2 separate regions of the Oryzias latipes genome follow, and region 1 is linked to region 2. Evidence: chromatin contacts called from public Hi-C data. All regions are on one chromosome and are shown on one strand. The core of a region is the stretch at or near the end of the contact, and the rest is flanking DNA. Distances in the headings are between cores, read along the strand shown. Region 1 overlaps zdhhc8 (probable palmitoyltransferase ZDHHC8). Region 2 holds the start of zdhhc8 (probable palmitoyltransferase ZDHHC8).

Region 1 (3,697 bases), core at 491-2,990, 55 kb after region 2:
AGTTGCAAATGAGACTTTAGATGATTGAAGCAACAATGGAAAATCCTTCAACAAAAGCAGAAATCCAATTTGTTAAAAAAAACCTGAATATTTCTCTTATAAAATCTAAAATAATATAAAACCGATCACCAAATTAGAAACATAAATGGTAAAATACTCGAGGGGGTTTATAAATATTCTTTGTGTTTTGTGTTTTTTGATGAGCAAATTCTGGATTCAGTTTGACATAAGCAGGAATCAGGGTCTGACACTATCATCTGCACTCTAAAGTGCAAATGTGTCAGGAGTGTGAACAGCCTGGAGGCTGGTGTGAAGGTGTTTGCCTGTCTCTCACCACCAGACTGACTCCAGACGCGTCTGAAAATCTGTCGGGCCGAGGAGCAAAGCAGGATTAATTCCTCTTCATGTCCTGTGTCTACTTTGCTTCCTTTGTCTAAATCAGAAGATCCAATTTAAATTGATGTTCATGATGTTTGTTTTTCTTATTTTGGTTATCACTTTCTTAAATTTAGTTCAACTTCAGAACTTAAATTTAAAAGCTCCTGACATTATGTCTGTTGTGGCAACAGAATCTTGATGCAGACTTATTAACTAGATGAAGTTTGGTGTTTCGAGGCAGCAGTTTAAGTGGTCCAAACATCGTTTATGGGGATTTTGTGGTTACTTGTTACACATCTACAAAGTCTGCAGCTCTGCGTGTGATCTTAATTAAACTTTCTCTGACTGTGCTTCTTCACATTTTTTTAAATTCTGAAAAGTTGCCTAACATCAAAAGGATCTGAAATCGGTTAAGTTCAGTTACATATAATGGGTTAAAAACATATTTAACTCTGAAAAACAACAACATTTCTTATTGGAAATTGAGAGCTTCTCTTGCTATTTTGATATGACGACAGTATTTGGAGTTTACAGAATCTTTTTTTTTTATTTTTCCTAAATAAATTTGATTGTTGCAACTCCAAATCTGACATTAGAAATCAGAATTCTTAATTTTAAGACAGAATATCTGACTTATGTTAGAAGTAAATGTGACATTATGTGACTAAATTTCAATTGGTAAAGTTCTTGAAGATTGTCAAAAAAATAAATAATTGTACACAACTTCTCTCACTGCACACAAAACCTACTATAAATCAATTGTAGATAAAGTCAGAATTTTTTTTTTCATAGATTCTGTTGAAAAATAAATTCTTAATAACTAAATGAAAACAATTATCTCCGCCCATTATTCGTCATAAAGGTTGCTAGTGTTTTACAGTGATGTTGTAAAATCTGATCCATGCTAACCATCACATCCCTGAGGACTGGCGCTGATTAACTGTGTAAGAGGCTCAACCTTCACACTTCTCTGCACCACTAGTGGCTTTTTGCAGCCTGAGCTCTGAATTATTCAGCAAAGTATAAATGAGCTCTTGAATTTGGAGGAGCAGATATAGATTGACGATAATCTCTGTGCATGAGCACCAGGAATTGACTTTTTGATATCGGAACAGGCTGGAGAGGTCTGCTGGAAGCGTGTGCTGGCAAGCAGCCATGACTGAGGTTATTGTGTTGAAGTTACAAAAGTAAAAAAGAACAAGCGTAGGACTTCTATTAAAACATATTTGATCCAAATTTCACAATGATTTTTGGAAATCAGTCATAACTCAATCTTTTTGTGTGTGTCCACAGGTGCCCCTGGCTAGCAAAGGTGATCTCTCCTGCTGTGCCTTTCTACAATGGCCTCGTCTTTCTCTTTGTCTTGGCCAACTTCAGCATGGCAACCTTTATGGATCCTGGTGTTTACCCCAGAGGTTCGTACCCAAGTTACCCCAGCATTTCTCACCACATGCCTATTTCATCACAGCACCATAAACGGCCTACAGTACAAATCTATGAACCTTTACAATAGCCGCGTTTACATGGGCAAAAGTAATCGGAATGAACGCCTGATCGGAAAGAAAATGCGTCATGTAAACGCGCCGTTCGGAATACTCTGCCCCGGTCAGACTCATTCGGATCAGAATTTCTTTCCGATCGAGATAGGTGGGTTATACCGATCGTTTATCCGATCGTAGAGCATGTAAACGGTCATTCCGATCGTGTGTCACTGCTGCTCTGGTTTACGTCACGCATAGACGGTGTTTCGCTGAGAGAAAGCTTTGGAGCGCATACGGGACCGACCAGCTCTGCGGACACCCCGTGAAAAGCGCCGCTCCGCTCTCGCCCCGCTGGCTCTCCCCTCTCTTACACCCCTCACGGGGGAGATTCGGAGGAGGAGCGCTCACTCGGTCCACTGGCACCCGAGTGAGCAGAGCAGCTGGATTAATAATGTTGTGTCGGGGGGGGGGGGGGGGGGGGGGGGGGGGGTTACGTGTGCGTTTTGTTGTTTTGTTATGTGTGGGAGAATTCAGACTGCGAGCCGTCCCGCCGCTCTTGGTTAGCGGCTGCAGGACTCAGGAGGAACCGTGTTCGAACAGAGCTCGGGCCGCTAGCTCACAGAGTGGCTTTGGGGCGGTCTGTGTGAACTTTCAGAGCAGAAATAAATGTCGCTCAGTCCTTAGAAAGCTGCAGATTGCTGCGTTTCTCGCACGGTCCTGGATTTTGTGTCCATCCATCAGGCTAATGATGTTAGCCCGTGTTAGTCTGTCCTAAGCTTTCGTCCAGCTTAATTCTTCCACAAAAAAAGCACTGACCACACAGATTAAATATAACGACGAGCGAACAGGCAATTCATAATATTCATGACATTAATAAAAGCACGTTTGGAAGATCGTCTCGTATGTTACCGAGCTGCTGCATAAATGTCTGTGGAAGCGGTTTGTTTACAACGGGACCTATATCCGCATCCGGGTGATTTTTACACTACTGCGCATGCCCAAATGATTCATTCCGAACGAGAGTATGAGCCATGGGAACGTTTGTTCTAATCGGAAAGAGGTTTTCTGATCCCATGTGCACTGGTGAATTTTAACCCGACCATTGATCCGATCAAGATATTCTGCCCATGTAACCGCGGCTAATTGTCTTGTCTAACAGGCTGCTGTTGATGGTACTCTAAATGAACATTTGTCTTGAGGTTAACAGGATCCTTTAAGATGTCCAACTTTCTAAATTTAACTAAAATATTTAGAATTCACATGGTCTAAAGGTCAAAATCCAAACGTTGGTTCTCTGATTATTTACCTGGTCAGACTCATAAGCACATCTGCTGTACTGCTTGGAAGATACAACACTAATTGAATTGTATTATATTAACCTGGAAAATGTTCTATTTTTTTTCATTCTCCCCAAAATAAATTAGGTGGATGAAGTTCATTTTGTAAATGCAGAAAACAAGACTCTGAAAGTTTTGTTAGTTTACCCTAATTTACTCAATGTGAGCTAGATATGGATAAATGAACTGTGAAGAAAACTAATAAACTAATCAGAAAAAAACTTGGTGTCATTATATTATAGGCAGGGCTAGACAGAAAAATCCATAAATATGTTTTTACAAAGTAACATGAGCATCAAAGCCACACAAAATGCTATACAGGTGTCAAAGTAAATATGATTAAGGATAAATTGGCCATAAATGGATTCATATTGCCTTTTTAAAAGAGGTAATGGTATCAATGTTTTACAAATGGTTAGAAAAGAACCACAAAAGCTGCTTTAAGTGGTGTAGCTTTGATTAAAAATGCTCTCATTTGTGCGAAATGTAACAAATGACAAA
Region 2 (3,809 bases), core at 283-2,782:
GGGTCTCTCCTAGAAGGGTTAAGACATGGTTATTTTCAGATTAAGAGTGGCTTAGGTTGGGGGAAAAAACTGGGTTATCTCAAGAGTAATTCAAGATCAAGAGCAGTTCATTACTTTGAAAGCCTTCCCTGTGTAAGGCGTTTCTACGATGGAAAAAAATAAAAGTTTAAACTTCTTACCTAAAGAATTTGAAATTGCTGTAACTTAATTAACACTTAGATCAAACAGGTATAAATAATATATCACATTAGTGGTTTTAGGTTTGTTGCTAAATTTATACTATGTTTCTAATCCGTAAAACGCAGTTTTGATTTTCATAATAAAATCTTTTCTGTAAGCAACTATCTCCGGGTTTGTTTGTTTTTTTGTTTTTGTCTCGTTACAAAAGTGAGACAAGAAAAACAAATACCAATGGCGGGGCCAAACTGGGTGGTCACTTACTTGTCCCAGTTGAAGTCCCAAGCGTGTCCGGTCGGCGTTGGAGTATGGGTGCCCGGTGTCCACGCCGGCTGTGCAGCTTGAAGAACGGGGAACTTGGACCTCCAAACCCTCCTGGCCTCCCCGCTGGGCTCCCCTAGGTATCCACGAGAGTCAGCAAACACCAAGACGGCGGAGCCTCCAGCGAGCCCGCAAAGAACTTTCACAGTTTTCCGATAAAACATTCTGAGAGCCGCCGAAGTAGCACAGCGAAGCTAGCTTATTAGCTGAGCTCAACCGGGGGTGTTGTAAATAAAAAACGTGACGTTGTTTATCCTCAAAAATATTTCTCCAACGCTAACAGTCGTTTGAATATTAGATAAAGTCCAGTGAGGCAAAAAAAAATCTTATTCTGTGGCACAAGTATCCAATATATTTTGAGACTTAACGAAAATGAACGAAGCACAGAAGAAACAGAAAAGCCATCCAGACCAGTGCGATGATCTACGGTGGCCAGCCAGAGTCAAACCTTTCTATTTCGCTCTTTGCCTCACGAGGGCGCCCTAGACTCATTGATGTAGCTATTTTTTTTATCCCAATCGAGGAATCATTTTAACATAGATCACTTAAAAAAATAATAATTGTGCACATTTATAGGCATATATAAACCCCTGTGACTATGGTTTATTATCTCAAAATATCCCTGTCAGAATCACACAATGGGCTTTGGGTGTTTTCAGAAAACAAAAATAGTGAATAAGCCCAAATACTTTTACTTTAATTATGTTTCCTTTTTCAATTAAACTTATATTTAGCCTCTGTTAGTGTAAACAGCATAAAACTGTAAAATTCACGAAGAATTTGCTATTACTGCATACAACTATTCCAAGACAATGAATTTCGATGAACAAATCTGAAATTTGGCAAAAGTCGGGAAATATATTTTACGTGTATAAAGGCGGGTTAGTGCGATTAATGGCGTCCAAGATAACCTAGCATAATCATTTTTATTAAGGAGGTTTTGTAGCGGCGAGGCTCCACCTTTTTCGAGCGGTTCTGTGACCTCAGCAGTGGGCTGGATTTTTTTTTTTTTTTGTCGGGCTTTCACAGTGTACTCCCGTCCACAAACGTCTTGGACCTATGCGGCTTCAGCGACAGCCACAGGACCGCTCGTGCCGCTCCCAGCCGCTGAGAGGCCCGCTGATCAGCACGCTGGACGTCCGTTTCTTCCACGCGCCTCCAATCGGAATAAATAACTGAGGAATGTTGGATTTACAGAATGCCCAACAGCGCTGGAAAGAGATTTAAACCCACCAAATACATCCCGGTGTCCACTGCTGCCACACTCCTCGTCGGATCGACCACTTTATTTTTCGTCTTTACGTAAGTTTTCGCGGCTCCTCGTTGTCATGGTTAGATTTCTAGGGACCGCGGTTGCAGATATAACACACTCACAGAGGGTCTTAGCTGCAAGTTTGAACGGGCGGATTGATGGGTCGGGGTGTGGGGAGGGCATACCTACCCCATCTGCAGACCCATAGGTCTAAAATGCTGACGTGAAGAGGAGCGGCCCCTGGACTTGTTCCTGGAAAGAGGAACTTCATCGAAGTGGACATCTAGGACCAACACAGGCCCAAATAACTCAATTCCCCACCAGCTCTTCCAAAGATGCAACTGATGATGCAGTTCAAAGGGTTGCATTGATGTCATTCCTCTCAGTCGGAATTCCAACTATAGAAATCTGCTCAGAGGAACTGTAATCACAATCTGATGTTGCAGAGCGTTACCTCCTAATCTCACTAAATGGGTTGTGCAGATGGAATCATAACTTCCTAGTTTCTCTAGAAGTCATTATGATCATGGTTTTGAATGGAGGAAGTTGAGTGTACTAAAACACAGAATAAGGATGACAGCAGAGGCAGAGATATATATGGTCTGAGTCATCCGTCCTTCATGCATTCATCTTATGATAGTCCTATGTTTATCAATGAAAATCCACCTGGGGGGGATTAAAATGAAGCCAGAAACTCTTTGGTAGTCAAACACTAATGCAGTTTCCAACCATCCATGTGGCAAATGACAACATTTTGGAATCTGGTTCTTCGCTTCCAAGGCTTCGGAAGCTTTTGCGGACTTTGATCCACCACAGACGCACACAAGGATGCCAAGTAATTCTGCCGTAATGTAGCTTTTTTTAATGGTCATAATCTGTCCAGGCATAAAATTATCTTAAATGTCTCAGGTGTGTCTTAGTACCAAAACTTCGCATGGCGTTTAGGGTTTTTGCTAATAGTCCCAAAGATCCCAGCATTCCTTGGTGTGCCTTAGTTTGAATAAACAAATTGACTGATTTACATGTCTTGATTTCCATTGTTCCCTTTCATTTCAGTAGTCAGCGTATGTTTGTCTTGAGAGTCACCAGGCCTTGTTTTGTTGGGTTTCGTGCAACATGCCGCTTAAAGGTTCAGCTCCTAACAGATGGTTTAAGGTTGGGGATTAAGGTTGTATTTTGTTGCTCCTTTGCTCCAGGGTTAGAGGTGCAGTCGATGTGGCAGGTCCACATCGACTGCACCTGGCGGGGGTGGCGGAGGCGGCGTAGGCAGGGCCGCAGCCTCATCTGTAGTGAACTTAGTCTAACCTTGTGTGGTTGCAGAAGATGGCTGCACACGCCGGAGTACAGCAGCGTGCCTTTATGCGAAAACCTTCTAACCAAAATAACATGCAGCTAAATGCAAAATTAGGACCATGCCGAGTCACATGGTCAGCTGGGGTCAAAACCATGTCACGCACACATATGCACACACACATACACACACAGATGTGAGTTTACGCTGAATGCCAGAGACATGGCAATCTTTTTTTATTCACTGGCCGCAGTGTGTTAGAGGTCTTGGGGTGTTGCCAAAAAGCCAAATTGGTGTCATCTGGGTAATGGAGGAGACCTGAGGACAGCACTAGTACCCACACACACACACACACACATGCAGGAACATTTTTTCCTGGGTTTGGCTTGCTGACACCTGGCATCAACAAATACGTACGGGGGGATTTTTAAATTCTATCCTTTACAATTACAAGTGATGATTTAATCCATGAGTACAGATTTAAACATGGATGCAGTTGCAGCTTAGTGTTTTTGTGTGTCTGAATTTGTCCCGAATCTCCACTGCTGCACAGCAGAAGCTGCTTAATCGCCACCGCTGACCACAAGCCAAACCGCTACCTATCCAGGAAACAGACCTGTCATGTAGGCCGTCGCACGCCAAGGCGACAGTTGGTGTCAGGGCACGCGAGTGGATGTTCCTAAACTATGTGGGCCAAACTAGGGAGCTCTGATTTTTGCTGTGAGTTGAAGCCAAGATGGAGAACAGGCATGACGGGGGATCTAATCA

What was found. Hi-C and Micro-C count contacts between places; a contact is called where the count stands out from the background.
Region 1: a Hi-C map of gastrula embryo shows a contact between it and region 2, with 1.9 times the contacts expected there. The contact joins the enhancer-like site here to the promoter of zdhhc8 in region 2. A contact is called at or near these places in 4 of 5 Hi-C or Micro-C datasets (embryo, fibroblasts and gastrula embryo).

The regions. Positions count from the first base shown.
Region 1 is chr9:23,279,196-23,282,892 of ASM223467v1, forward strand. zdhhc8 (probable palmitoyltransferase ZDHHC8) reads left to right here. Exons shown (of 11, transcript XM_004072857.4): 2 at 1,672-1,793. Among protein-coding and RNA genes, the nearest start is that of LOC111947951, 16 kb to the right of the region's middle. Within about 2 kb of position 1,741, at least 1 of the 8 cell types and tissues checked has an H3K27ac peak or open chromatin away from gene starts, as enhancers often do. A contact at or near this core is called in gastrula embryo, where this site is marked.
Region 2 is chr9:23,224,208-23,228,016 of ASM223467v1, forward strand. zdhhc8 (probable palmitoyltransferase ZDHHC8) reads left to right here and starts at 1,533. Exons shown (of 11, transcript XM_004072857.4): 1 at 1,533-1,800. The coding sequence starts at 1,697. pgam5 (serine/threonine-protein phosphatase PGAM5, mitochondrial) reads right to left here and starts at 934. Exons shown (of 6, transcript XM_011479518.3): 1 at 442-934; 2 at 1-9. The coding sequence starts at 662.